Linked DNA regions of Mus musculus: regions 2, 3 and 4 are each linked to region 1. Evidence: chromatin contacts called from public HiChIP or PLAC-seq and promoter capture Hi-C data. All regions are on one chromosome and are shown on one strand. The core of a region is the stretch at or near the end of the contact, and the rest is flanking DNA. Distances in the headings are between cores, read along the strand shown. Region 1 holds the start of Bhlhe22 (basic helix-loop-helix family, member e22). Region 2 has its middle 42 kb from the start of 4930433B08Rik. Region 3 overlaps Gm30667 (predicted gene, 30667). Region 4 overlaps Gm30667 (predicted gene, 30667).

The links. Promoter capture Hi-C pulls out the DNA fragments that hold promoters and counts their contacts. HiChIP or PLAC-seq counts read pairs in DNA pulled down with a chosen protein or histone mark.
Region 2: an H3K27ac HiChIP or PLAC-seq map of embryonic stem cells shows a contact between it and region 1, with 7 times the contacts expected there. The contact joins the enhancer-like site here to the promoter of Bhlhe22 in region 1. A contact is called at or near these places in 9 of 39 promoter capture datasets (the 3T3-L1 cell line, 3T3-L1-derived adipocytes, embryonic stem cells and 3 more), 1 of 484 Hi-C or Micro-C datasets (liver), 4 of 115 datasets of contacts at active chromatin or transcription factors (astrocytes, embryonic forebrain and embryonic stem cells) and 1 of 9 other capture datasets (embryonic stem cells).
Region 3: a promoter capture Hi-C map of liver shows a contact between it and region 1, with 4 times the contacts expected there. The contact joins the enhancer-like site here to the promoter of Bhlhe22 in region 1. A contact is called at or near these places in 8 of 39 promoter capture datasets (the 3T3-L1 cell line, 3T3-L1-derived adipocytes, the C10 cell line and 3 more), 5 of 484 Hi-C or Micro-C datasets (cortical neurons, embryonic somatosensory cortex, liver and 2 more), 4 of 115 datasets of contacts at active chromatin or transcription factors (astrocytes, embryonic forebrain, embryonic midbrain and 1 more) and 1 of 9 other capture datasets (liver).
Region 4: a contact with region 1 is called in a promoter capture Hi-C map of hippocampal neurons, with 6 times the contacts expected there. The contact joins the enhancer-like site here to the promoter of Bhlhe22 in region 1. A contact is called at or near these places in 9 of 39 promoter capture datasets (the 3T3-L1 cell line, cranial neural crest, embryonic stem cells and 4 more) and 3 of 115 datasets of contacts at active chromatin or transcription factors (astrocytes, bone marrow-derived macrophages and embryonic forebrain).

What each region holds. Positions count from the first base shown.
Region 1 is chr3:18,052,857-18,056,171 of GRCm38.p6, forward strand. It overlaps Bhlhe22 (basic helix-loop-helix family, member e22), which reads left to right and starts at 1,469. Exons shown (of 1, transcript NM_021560.4): 1 at 1,469-3,315. The coding sequence starts at 1,932. The coding sequence ends at 2,999.
Region 2 is chr3:18,521,291-18,524,605 of GRCm38.p6, forward strand. It overlaps the pseudogene Gm6369. Among named protein-coding and RNA genes, the nearest start is that of 4930433B08Rik, 42 kb to the left of the region's middle. Within about 2 kb of position 1,546, at least 6 of the 459 cell types and tissues checked have an H3K27ac peak or open chromatin away from gene starts, as enhancers often do. A contact at or near this core is called in embryonic stem cells, where this site is marked.
Region 3 is chr3:18,450,504-18,453,818 of GRCm38.p6, forward strand. The region is part of intron 2 of Gm30667 (predicted gene, 30667); the gene reads right to left. Among named protein-coding and RNA genes, the nearest start is that of Gm30667, 9.2 kb to the right of the region's middle. Within about 2 kb of position 1,853, at least 35 of the 459 cell types and tissues checked have an H3K27ac peak or open chromatin away from gene starts, as enhancers often do. A contact at or near this core is called in cortical neurons and liver, where this site is marked.
Region 4 is chr3:18,420,226-18,423,540 of GRCm38.p6, forward strand. All of the region lies in intron 2 of Gm30667 (predicted gene, 30667), which reads right to left. Among named protein-coding and RNA genes, the nearest start is that of Gm30667, 39 kb to the right of the region's middle. Within about 2 kb of position 1,861, at least 8 of the 459 cell types and tissues checked have an H3K27ac peak or open chromatin away from gene starts, as enhancers often do. A contact at or near this core is called in hippocampal neurons, where this site is marked.

The DNA of each region.
Region 1 (3,315 bases), core at 219-2,718:
CAAGGTTCCTTTCCATCCTTTCCAGGTGACAATGTAGACATTTCTGTGTCGCCCTCACGTTTCCTGTATGAAATAAGGTGCCCAACTGTTCTGATATTACCATTCAAAAACAGGTTCTGAGATGAACCTCATTTGTGAATCTATTACAGAGATTAATAGATTATTTCTCCCTTTTCAACTAATTCTCAGTGGGGAAATTTAACCATATGGTAAGGAGAGAATTAGAATTTCATCACATTAGAGCAAAATATAATGAAAAGAGTCCAACACCTGGGGCCAACTCTGAAAGCCACAATTAAAAGGTTTTTTAATGAAACCAGAGAAACCCCAAACTGCACAGCCTTCAGTAATTCTGCCAGATAAGAGGGAATACGGTTTTTACTTATAAGGATGAAAACTAGCCACTAAATATCGTGTGCTTCGAGAAACTGGACTCAGAAGCACGAGGACCACGTGTACTATCTCCATCCAGACAGCTCTTGTTTCCACAATTCTGCCCTGAACTAACCCTGCAGGAACAGCCCAGACGGATCCAGATGTCCCCAAACGTCTTCAGAGCAGCTAAATGCACGAATGCCCCCACTTGGTGTGTGAGAAGATTCCACTCTGAATGTTCCCTCTTGCGAAGCAACTGGATTTAATCTTGAGGAAAGTTTGAGACTAGTTTTTCTTTTCTTTCTGTCCACGAAGCAGTGAGCTTCTCTCACCACCAACTTAACAGCGTGGGGGACTCGGCAAAGGCCTCCCCCACTCCGCCCCCTCCGAGTTTTAAATCAAACGGGCTATGTAAGCAACTTGGTCATCATTTTGTTGCTTTCTTTAATTGTTTGATTTTTTTTCCATCTATATAGGAAATGGACAGTGGAGGGCTGTGGGAAAAGTGGTGCGGAGAAAATCTGGGTTGGCTCTTGCATTGCTGACATACTAGCTGAAAATCTAGGGTAAATTCGAGACAAGCCAGCAGGGACCTCACCCCTACCCCCAGCCCCCAGGTTCCATCTATAAATGCAGACATGCTATTAACAGGGAGATATAGAATTCTCTCCTATGAGGGTAACTAAGCAAGCTGAGACAGTAGTGGCCCAGTGAAGGGTAGTGTGTGGGGGGTGCTCAGTGGGGGCGGGGGCTTTCCACTGGACTCCCAGTCTTTACCGCGGATATACAATTTGCTGAAGGAGCAAAGAACATCCTCGGCTCTAAGTAGGGCTTTTAGTGTGCTCATTGATGAGTGAAAGTCGCCACACATGTCAAGCTAAAGGCAGTTGTTGGGTTACTAACAGGACCCAGCGCCTTGCAAACATATGCGCTAAGCTGTGTATACAGATGGCAGGCAGAATAATGGAGCAGGCGCCTTTTATAAAGCTCTGGCTGCTGCCTGTCTTCAGACCTGGGAAATGAAACTATTCAGACTCGCGGCCAGATAGCGCTTGCGATTGTTTGTTACCGTTTTAATCCTATTAATTAAAACGTTAACCTGATTGGGTAGAAAGCGCTGTCCCAACAGGCGAGTCTTCTTCATAATAACCTACTCAGAGATAATGATGTAAAAGACTCCCCCGTCTGTGGCGGCGGCTGGTTGATGGGTCCGGAAATCTCTTGAAGGTGAATCCAAGCAAGATAAACGGTGCGTAGAGCAGGCGCGGGATTGGACTCAGAGGCGGTAGCGGCGGCAGCCCCGCTCCCTCCGAGACCAGCCTCCCACCATGAGGGGCCGCGGCCCATGGTGAGCCTTAGCAGCCAGCACCGTCGGCTGGAGACGAAGAAGAAGAAGAAGAGGAGGCGGCGAGCGCGGGGGAAGGCGAAAAAGAAAAAGAAGGGGACAGGGCTGCGGGCAGCGTGGGGACCGACGCACGCAGCAGCTCCGGAACCCCGCCGGCGCGCGTCTGTGCGGCCGCCTGACTCTCCAGCCCAGGTGGCGGCTGGCCCGGACGATGGAACGCGGGTTGCACCTCGGTGCGGCGGCCGCGAGCGAAGACGACCTCTTCCTGCACAAGAGCCTGGGCACCTCCGCCGCCAAGCGCCTGGAGGCGGCTTTTCGCTCCACACCCCCGGGCATGGACCTGTCCCTGGCGCCTCCAACTCGCGAACGCCCGGCGTCGTCCTCGTCGCCCCTCGGCTGTTTCGAGCCCGCTGATCCCGAAGGGGCTGGGCTGCTGCTGCCTCCGCCCGGAGGAGGCGGTGGCGCGAGCGGCGGCGGCGGCGGGGTGAGTGTCCCGGGGCTGCTCGTGGGCTCAGCGGGCGTGGGGGGCGAGCCGAGCCTGAGCAGCCTGCCGGCGGGGGCTGCCCTGTGCCTCAAGTACGGCGAGAGCGCCGGACGCGGCTCCGTGGCCGAGAGCAGCGGGGGCGAGCAGAGCCCCGACGACGACAGCGACGGCCGCTGCGAGCTGGTGCTGCGAGCCGGGGGCCCCGACCCGCGGGCATCGCCGGGAGCGGGGGGCGGCAGCGCCAAGGTGGCCGAGGGCTGCTCCAACGCCCACTTGCATGGTGGCTCGGGCCTCCCCCCGGGGGGCCCCACAAGTGGCGGCGGAAGCGGCGGCGGTGGCGGCGGCAGCAGCAAGAAATCCAAAGAGCAGAAGGCGTTGCGCCTCAACATCAACGCTCGCGAGCGCCGGAGGATGCACGACCTGAACGACGCTCTGGATGAGCTGCGCGCGGTCATTCCTTACGCGCACAGCCCTTCAGTGCGGAAGCTCTCCAAAATCGCCACGCTGCTCCTCGCCAAGAACTACATCCTCATGCAGGCACAGGCCCTGGAGGAAATGCGGCGCTTAGTCGCCTACCTCAACCAAGGCCAGGCCATCTCGGCAGCCTCTCTTCCCAGCTCCGCGGCCGCGGCTGCGGCGGCCGCTGCCCTGCACCCGGCGCTCGGCGCCTACGAGCAGGCGGCCGGCTACCCGTTCAGTGCAGGGCTGCCGCCCGCTGCCTCCTGCCCCGAGAAGTGTGCCCTATTCAACAGCGTCTCGTCCAGCCTCTGCAAACAGTGCACGGAGAAGCCTTAAACACTCCCTTCTTCGAAAACCTCGAGACCGACCCCAAAGCTAGAGGAAAGTGAGAAGCTGCTCCCCATTCCTTTTCCTTTGGTCCTCTCCTAAGTTGTGAAACACTTGCAGGGCAAACAAAGCAGAGGCAGGAACTTAGAAGTATCAGAGACAAACCGGACATTCAGCCTTGGCAAGCCCGGAATCTCGGTCTTTGGGGTGGGGAGGGAGGGGAGAGGGAGGTTTAGTGCGGATGAAGTGTGCTTCCTTTTTCCCCTCAGAAAAGTGGCAACTTTGGTGGCTCCCTAGATCTCAAGGAAGTACAGTCTTCTTTGGA
Region 2 (3,315 bases), core at 296-2,795, 470 kb after region 1:
TAAGATATAATTGTGCAATAGTGGCTTAAATGTATGTGAGTAACCAACCACTTATTACTGGAATTATAGTATGCTTCATGAGATAGAACCTATCTCTGGCACTGATAAAGTAGCCAAGAACCTGAGACTAGAAAGGTTATGGTATAGGGGAGGCAGGGATGGGAAACAAACCTAATACTATTGTTTTAAAGAACTGAGAGAACATAGCAATAAAATTACTACTCATAGCCAGGCGTGGTGGCGCATGCCTTTAATCCCAGCACTTGGAAGGCAGAGGCAGGTGGATTTCTGAGTTCAAGGCCAGCCTGGTCTACAGAGTTCCAGGATAGCCAGTGCTACACAGAGAAACCCTGTCTCGAAAAACCAAAAAAAAAAGAAAAAAATTTACTACCCTTTTACATGTGTAGCCATAGATCAATGCCTTGTTCAGCCCTCAACAAAGAACCTTCTTGTAGTAATTGGGAACTATTTTGTCAAACCCTTCCCCTCATACATCAGGGAACTTATGCAGAGCAAGCAGAAAGATGGTAAGACCCAGAGGTGATGATTGACTCTAAGGAAAGTGTATCTTCCAAATACTGTAGGACTGATGCACATAAAAGTCACAGAGTCAGTGGCAGAATACACCAGACCTGGATAAGTCAAGCCAGATCAGCTCCCAGTGTGGAGACGGGGAAGGGAACAAATGTTTAAGACATAGTATGAAAAGTGTGGAGACGGGGAAGGGAACAAATGTTTAAGACATAGTATGAAAAGTGATCCCCAGGTAGAGCAGTCTCTGGATGGTCATTCCTTCAGTCTCTGCTCTATTTAACTCCTTCCATGTTACAGGAAATTTTCATAAGTGGCACACAAGTATCCTTTACTGTAAAAGAATAAAATTGACTTTTAAAATCTTTTATGTGAATTTGTGCACACATCCATCTATTCAAGTTTTAATTTTAATATATACTTAGGTTTCAAATAACAATGATAATACTAAACATTCTGAGGCCCTAAAGCATTAAACTATGTAAACAGAATTATTTAATCCTGTTTTTACCTAAACCTACTACAGTTGAGCCCATTATGTGCCCTGTGATGCCATTCACAAGACTTTTCTTGATGAACTACTTCATAGGGAGATGTATGTATATATGTATGTATGTATGTATGTATGTATGTATGTACTTACTTATTTAGGTCTATTCTACCAAACATCTGTTACAGAAAATATCTTTCTGAAGGCTGATCTTAGTGGGAAAAGGAAGAGTCACAGATGTCTCAATTATATTTATACTCTTTACTTCCAAACAACCACGGCATAAAGCTAGATTTGTTATCCATTCTCCATTCAACCCTTTAGGGGTTGAAGATTTACATTAGCCATTTCACCTCTGAGTCACCTTCCCCCTCTTTGATGTAATGCAACAGAATGAGGGCTCGCATTTAATTAAACAGGAATCTGGATCCAGCTGTGGGCCATGCAATCAGTCTTTGTGTGAGCAAAGGGGGTGGAATGCCTGGCCCATAGATCATTCTTGCATGGAAATCTGCTTTGACTACAAGCCATCCACAGGCCACTGAAAATGAATTCCCCTATATGAATGACTCCGGGTCTGCAGCTGCACCCCTGTCCCCAACTCACCTCAGGGAAAGAACCAAGATGGCTGAAAGGGCTTGATTTGTTATCTTCCTGTAAGTGTCTTTTAATCAAAGGACGTCTGCCCTGCCTGTTGATACACCAACGTTTCCTTGTTGGTTACTCGCAGCTCCATAGACGAGGCTTGCTGTTAGTGCTCTTTTTGCACATGCATCTTTCCAGATGGCATCATTCAGCTATTTGATACATTCCGCTCAGATTCTATAAAGACAGCTTTTTCAAATGCAGATTCTTCCTGCAATATGATGGTCTTTCAAAAGATATCTTTCTGGTCTTTCTGATTTGTAGGTGGGTTCACTCACAAAACTCATCTTCTTGAAGGGAAGGCTATGAAAGCCATTTGTTAGAGAGACAGGCCAGCTATAGTCAGTGAAGAGTCAAGATGTGTGTGTTTTGCTTAGACTGAGGAAAGTGGGAAGAGATTCATTAATTGGGGGCCATTTGCTAACAAGAAAGAGTAAATAAAGCCCTTGGGGCCTACCCAGAAAAAGGTGCTCAGGTTTGAGTCTAAAATGACTCCCAACTCTCCTGATTTGAATGCTTATTTCTCAGCTGGTGGTGTGCTTGGAAACTTTTAAGAGATCAGGCCTTGCTGGTATAAAGAAGGTTACAGAAGTAAACTTGTCAAGACGATATTCACCCCTTGTTCAGTCTAACGCTCCTTGTTCACTGATCTGTGGTAATACGATTCACCTCATTCATAGGCTGCTGTTACCAAAAGCTCCACAGGCCATTCCAGACTCTCTGGGCTAAGACCCCCTGAAACAATGAGCCAAAGTAAGGTTTCCACAAGTTCTTTCTGTCACATGACAGAAAGCTGACAAAACAAAGCTACATAGCTCACTTATTATATACAGCTAAGAAGAAGATGGAATGAATCTATAAATGTCCTGAATGGCAGAAACAGAGCGTTGTCTTGCCAGAAAGGATTGGGGCAGATAGGGATGCCATCTAAAGTAAGAACAAAGTTTCAAAATTTCTCTGCCATATTTCTCTATATAATTCAGCAAGCCAAGTAACAAATTCCTGTTAACATGGAATTTTTGCAACTTGAAGCACTGTAACTACAGATAAGCATACTCTCTACAATAATAAATAACTTGATTAAATGTCGATTTGCCTCAAATTCTTCTGATTGCTGAAACTCACCTGTAGAAGCTAATGGAAACCTCAAAGCTTGTGCTGCTATACCTGAGACTAGTGGGAAAAAGATCAGTTCCACAATTATCCTATTAAAGCAAGCTTTATTTAATACTGGCCAGGAAGTTGGACACTGGCCAGGTCCATGCCTAGGAATGCCAGAGAATGGCTTTGAGCTTTATAGGCACGTGCCTATAAAGGCAACATCTCACATTTAAATATTTTCTACCTTTATTCAGTGGGGAAAGAGGGACAAGCATCCATCCTGACATACTTCCTGCCTACACATCTCCTGCCTATATGTGATCAAACACATGCAGTTGGGGCAACCAATCTTAATTATTGAAGTACAAATGTGTGACTTGTTATCTCACAAGAATCACAGCCCCCAGCATTTCAGGAAGCTACTGGTCTTTGAATAAGTGACACTTACAGGTTAACTTTAGCCCTTGTATTGCTTAAATTTGAGGCAAAACTTCTCAAGAAGTATTGTCGTGGCTTCTCTCATTTGGAATGACACCCTTCCTCAAAGG
Region 3 (3,315 bases), core at 603-3,102, 400 kb after region 1:
TTGTTCTTCCTATCCATGGCTCATACCGCATCACTGGCCATTTAATATCTGTTGGTGTTCTTCTGAATGATGGGTTTCTGATAATGTGAAACCCTCTCAAAAAAATAGCAGAAATACACAGCAGGAAGTCTTCAATTCAGCCGCAGAGGACTTTGGCTAGTTTAAGGATGTTAGAAAATAAAATACAAGAGCTATCCATGCAGAGCACCCATGCTTATCCATATGGTATTCATGGCATGAAGGGAAGCACTGGCTCCTTCTAGACCACCTTCACAGTTTGTTTAGCTCCTCTGAATTATGAACTATTTTAACTTTTAACAATCATCATAATCATTGTAGGAGCAAAAAGGCTTACAATGATTTTTAGCTATTGCTGGCAAATGGAAATTATTTCATGTACCATATGGCTGCTAGTAGAGGTTAGATATTTAAAAGTTATTTTATGAGCTAGTCTTGTATATCCTTCTATGTACTAATTTCCTTCATTCAAACAGATATTAGATAGCCATTGATGTGAGTCAAAACTACATAGTCATATCCACCTGGGATTTACAGTCTAGCAGATTTGCTTGTTAGTGTTGAAGTTCTACCAAGTCAGTGTGACCTCTTACCTTTACAAGAAAGTGGAGCAGAAAAGTTCACCTGTGATGTTCACTTGAGGCCAATCTCCCTACTTTGTAATGTATATGGTTCAGTGTGGAATAGCACACATACCACAGTAGTGAGCATATGTATACATGGAAAACTCATAAGGAACTTCCTTGGGGCTCTCATTACAACTTAAGATTTCAAAGCATCTAATGAAGACTGGGAATTTTTACCTTTATGCCTTTATAGAATTGCAATAAGCCATATATGACATCCAATCTTACTGTTGCCCATCATATGAAATGTTCCAAACTTATTGAGTACCTAAAATTACCTGACTTTCTTAGTGTTTTGCTTTGTAGTATACTGTCTGTGATGGTTTAAAAATAAATGATGCTAATATGCTCAGAAAGTTGAGCAGTTAAAATGCCTGGTTGATGGCACTCTTGGGGTCATGAAAACTTTTAGGTCATAGAAACTCAATAGAGAAAATACATCACTGGGACAGGGCTATGAGACTGCAGCCTCAATTCACTCCCAGTTCATTTCCTCTGTCTTGTATTTGTGGTTGGAAATGAATTCTGTACCCCTACTTCTATCTTGCGCGCGCTCGACTGGCCAGGAAGAACGACGCTGCAACAGGATCCTTCTGCACACGTTTATTGGGAGAGCTTGATTGTAGAGGCGAAAAGACTTCGAGCCCAGAACTGGTGCTGCTTTTATAGGCCTAGGAGGGGCGTGTCTCACACCCGGATTGGTTATGCACTAAGCCTCATTTGCATGTTCCTCATCTGATTGGCTACTCTCTCTCAGTACCTTACAGAACCTCATTATCATACCTCATTTGCATGTCTCACATCTGATTGGTTATACTCTCAGTACCTTACAGAACCTCATTATCATGCCTGGGCCAGGCAGTGTCTTTGCAAAAAACTTTACTGCATATGTACACATTGGTTGTTTGTCCAATCTTATGCGTGGTGGCCAGCAGTAGTCAGTGCCACTCTGCAACGGCACATGTGGCTTCCCACACTTCTAGGCTTCCCCACCATGTCTGTCTCCCTACCTGTAACTGTAGGCCACATTAACCTCTTTCTTCTGAGTCATTTTTGGTCATAGAATTTTATCACAGCAATAAAACGTAGCTAGTGTAAAAGTTGTTTCCAGAACTGGAATTGCTGCTGTGAAAAATCCCACTGCTGTGTTGTGCTTTGGAGGAATGTAGAAGACTTTGGAACTTTGGCTAGAAAAGTAGTTGAATGCTGCAATCAAAACTTAATGAGTCATTCCCATAGGAGCCTGGAAGACAGTGTTACTGAAAGGAGTGCAGATTGTGGAGCCCTGAATCATATGGTTCCAGAAAGAACCAAGAGATTAAAAGCAGCTGGCCAGAAGTCATTCCTGGATGCTTCATTTACGAAAACTGGCTGTCATTTATATGACAGGAAATTTGAAGCTAGAGTTGGCTCTTCCTGGGTCTCTACCTCTCATAATTCTCAGTCTTTGCTTCCTCACTTCAATCCAGAGTGATCAAAGGACAGATTGTCAAAGAGGTCTTTCCTTGCTTTCTCTAGACATGCAGCTCCCTATAGATTCCAGGCTGTTTACTGTTGTTTTATAGGATAACTTTATAGAACTTAAAATGTTTGACATTATGGAGTAAACTGCTCCTGTTTCTCTCACTGGAATAGAACTCCATAGGGGCAGGAATTTTTATAGGATTCACTTTTGCCAAGAAGAGAGATTGTATTTCACAAGTATTTATTGGATGAATGTGCGTGTTCTAAATTCACAAAAGTTATTAACTTTGGTTAACAAAGGACTTGTTGTGCTTGGTATGGAAGAGCGCTAAGTAGAAATTGAAGAAATATTCTGCTTACCAATGTTGAGGTCCTGCACTTTTCTTGGTAGGCATTTTCAACACATGTTTTGAGGTCTTTTTTGAATGCAGAGTACAGACATAACTAACTGCCTGGCCTGGTGTCACACACTTTAATCTAAGCAGTTAGGAGACAGAGGCAGGAGGATCTCTGTGAGTCCAAGGCCAGCATGGTCAACATAGTGAGTTTTAGAACAACAAGGGCTATGAAGAGAGACACTGTCTCAAAAATCAACAACAAAAATAAATTTAAAAAAACAATAAACATTCAGCAAAGATTAGAATTTAAGTAAATTTCAAACAACTCTCTATAAAAGTTAATCTCAGTCATCACAATCTAAGGCAAAATTGTAACTTTTATAAATTTGAAGCCTCTGTAATGGACTTTGTATGGTATAAGGAATGGCCTGTACAGATTTATGAGTACATACCCCAATTGCACCAGCCCACCCTCTACTACCCCATGGTTTTGACACAATCTGTAGTCATGCATCATAATTGAAAGTGAGTATTTTTACGATAGAAACTGTACCTGGCAAATAAAGAAGCAGGTTTGTTCTCAGTTTAATTAAGTGAGTCTGGGCAGCCTTTTTGCAATATGGAGATTAACTGTCAGATTTATGTTAATATGATCTCAGAGAATGAAATGTCTATAAAAAGTTCCTCCCCTCACCCCTCACTTGAGCATTCACATTGTCTGGCTGCAGTTCCCTAAAGCTGGTAGTACCTTATGAAACCAGCAGCAGGTCAGTTCTGCAGAAGCAAGGCATGTAACACATTAGACTTATTAAAGACATTCAGACAAATAAGTTGAAATCATAGCTATTGTACAGAGGGAAAACTGTCAC
Region 4 (3,315 bases), core at 611-3,110, 370 kb after region 1:
TAAACCCACTCCTATCTGCTATACCTGGGAGTATCACAAAACACATTCCAAGAGCAAGTCTGTGTTTTGAAGAAATTGAGATCACAAGACCCTTGTTTCCTTGGAGTTTTCTCACAAACACTCAGCAGTGTCACACAACACTACTCTTGGACATTTTCTGACTAAAGTAGTCTCATGATTATTGGGGATTTTAAAGCATATTGGAGTTCACGAGAAAGGGGTTATTGCATGTGCTTATTGCATTCTGCATAAATGTAGATAACATGATGTCTCACTTAACATGTGTAACTGATAGGCTAATCAAAAGTAATATTAAAATCAAATGAATTGTACCTTTGGGGGAATCTGTATATCTTGAATTGGTGTGGTACTGTTTCCATGAGACTCTACTTCATTTTAACTTATTATTCTTTGTCCCTCAATTAAAAAAAAACAAACTTTTTTATGTTGTCCTTTCTCTATGAAATGCAACTATACCTCCTTTTGCAGACCTTACAAAGCCTTCCATTTAGCTTCTCATTTCTAATATTTTGCTAATTAATAATGAACAAAGCTTCACAAACAGAGTGGCTAGACTGTGAATATGTGTCAATGCCAGAGTTAGAGTCCAGAAGTCTAAAATTAAGATAGTGCCTGAATTGTTACCAGGATCTATCTCAGGCATTGCTTCTATCCCTGGCAGCACTTGGCTTATAGTAACATAACTCCAATTGTCATATGGCACTTTCCCTGTATACTAGTCTGATGTTACTCTCTTTAAAAAGGGAAAGTCCATTAGATTAAAAGTCTATCCAACTGATACTGTATTAATTCAATAAGACCAAGACCTTACTTTTCATCATTAAGTGGGAAGACACAAGTCTACCCATAATGCCAGCAGCAGCCTTAACTATTCAGATACGTGGTTAGAATTTTAAATTCTCATTGAGAATATAAGCCATTCTATCTTGTGAGGAACTATAGAGTATTTTCTCTGTATTAGATTTCTGCTAGAGTTGTGTTGGATTTGTTTTTTTCTGAGGGTTTTTTTTTCCCCAAGATGTGTGAAAAATGTAATTTCTTACAGTCCTACTTCCTATCAGGTAATAACAATGCATTGAGGGTAGTTTATCTAATTTTCTTAATCTGTAAAACTTCAATATGTGTTTTAAAAAAATCAGGTTGGAGAGCCTGCAGTTCTGAGAATGAGGTGTCTCTATTGAAATGTGTATTAACATACAAATTCCTCATGATTTTTAATTTGCTTTAGAAAATATTGATTCATTTCCTCCTAATTCAGTTAATTAAGCATTTGAGATTTTGTTGCTTTTTGATTGGGTTTTTGATTTGGGGTGTTTTGTTTTGTTTTGTTTTGTTTTCTCTACAAGATGGAGCAGTTAGGCATTTGGTATGTGGATTCTAGTCAGTAGAGATGACTCAAGCAACCTAGTTAGCCTTGCTTTGAGTTTGTATTTGGTTTCTAATGTTTTTTTTGTTGTTGTTTTTTTGTTTTTGTTTTATCTATTGAAAACCCAAGTATCTTTTCCCATGATAATTTATTTCACCCCACCATCCATTTTGATATGATGGCATATTCCCAGAAAAACAGTGTGTAGACACTGTGGCCAAGACTACAAGTTTTTTAACTTTGGAGAATCCTAAAATGGGTCTCTTCTAGTTTATCTAACTGTTTAGTCTGAGCTGAATACTGGACTACCTCAGTTGTGGGGATATTGGAGATCATATTCATTTTCCTTGTGGCTCTTTTCAGTGCCTGGAAGAGACTTTCTTTTGGACCACCAGACTCTAACACCTCTTCTGGAATTGATTCCAACCGATGATGAGCTACATCTGGCCTGTGAAATGAAAATAGCAAAGCCTTTGATTGAGTCCAAGTTAAGTGGATCTACATCATCTGCTCAGTCAACTTTTGCCAAGATAGATGATGCTGTGTCAGTGTTCTGCAATTTCAGAGGTGGATTTCCCCTCTTTAAAAACAAAGTCTTTCCTTTATATAAGCGGGGGATGGGGGGAGGGCACTGTATGTGAAATGCATTTGGCTCCTTTGTATATTTGGAAACAAAACCACTAAAATAACCTTAGCTGAGCTGAGCCTTTTTTCCCCTTTTGTTGGATCCTAGCCATCCTAGTTCTTATCGGGTAGCACAAGGGGCACTGGCTAAGGAAGCTTTGCAGATGTGAGTCAGTTCTGTTCATCTTACTATCTAAAGGGCTGACACAGGAAGGATGCTGTGAGACATGAGAAAGTCAGTAAATTCCAGGAACTGCCAGTGTTCCTCTCACCTAAAACTGGAAAATACTCACCCCAGAAGGAACGAAGGAACACAAATGGTCACAGTAAACATAGGAAGAAGGGTGAAAATCTTACTTTTTTTTTTTTTTTTTTTTTTTTTTACAATTTCAGCCTCTTTCCTACATATAAGAACCATAAACGTAGACTAGGAAATGGGCTAAAAGTGGATGTTTTCAAAGCTTGGGAAACCACCTCGCCATGGGAGGCTAGAGCCTACAGAGGAACCTGCAGCTGGCATCACAATGTTTAAAGAACATTACAGCTTATTGGTTCTATGTGAGAAGAGACAAGATTTCTAGTGTGTTGTTTCTTTGCTTGGTTTTCATTGATATTGTTTTTGTGATGTTGAGGAATGGATCCAAGTCCTTTTTAGTAGAGTCAAGTACCTCATCACAGAGGTCCATCTTTTGAACCAGGCTGAAGGTGTTAATATTAAATTTTCCAGTTGGCTAGACTGTCTGTCATGTCCTAGATCAGTGACTCTCAACCTTCTTAATATTATGACTCTTTAATACAGTTCCTCATATTGTGGCAATGCCCAAAATCATAAAATCATTTTGTTCCTACTTTGTAACTATAATTATGCTATTGCTATGAACTGTAATGGAGGTATCTGTGTTTTCCAATGATCTTAGGCAAGCCCTATGAAAGGGCTGTTTGACCTTTCAAAGGGGTGGGTCACAACCCACGAGTTAAAAACCACTACCTTATATTCTCTGGACTCATGATGCAATAAGGTCATAGTTACATTAATTTTCAAGTGTATTATAGTAACTATAAATCCTCCATTTCTGGAATAATCTGTGATACTTATATATCAACGACTAGTGTCAAGGTATTGCTAAGGATTTTACTTACTACGGTAAAGAATCTTACACAGCTCTTTCATAGGCTCTGTTGATGTCTTTCCTTATACATTGTCAATTAATTTTACCATTACTTGAGCCAACCTTTAGAACACTAACTGTCACAAGAACATTTAAGTCTAAATGGCTCCTCTGTGTCTCAGTTGATGATTTAAC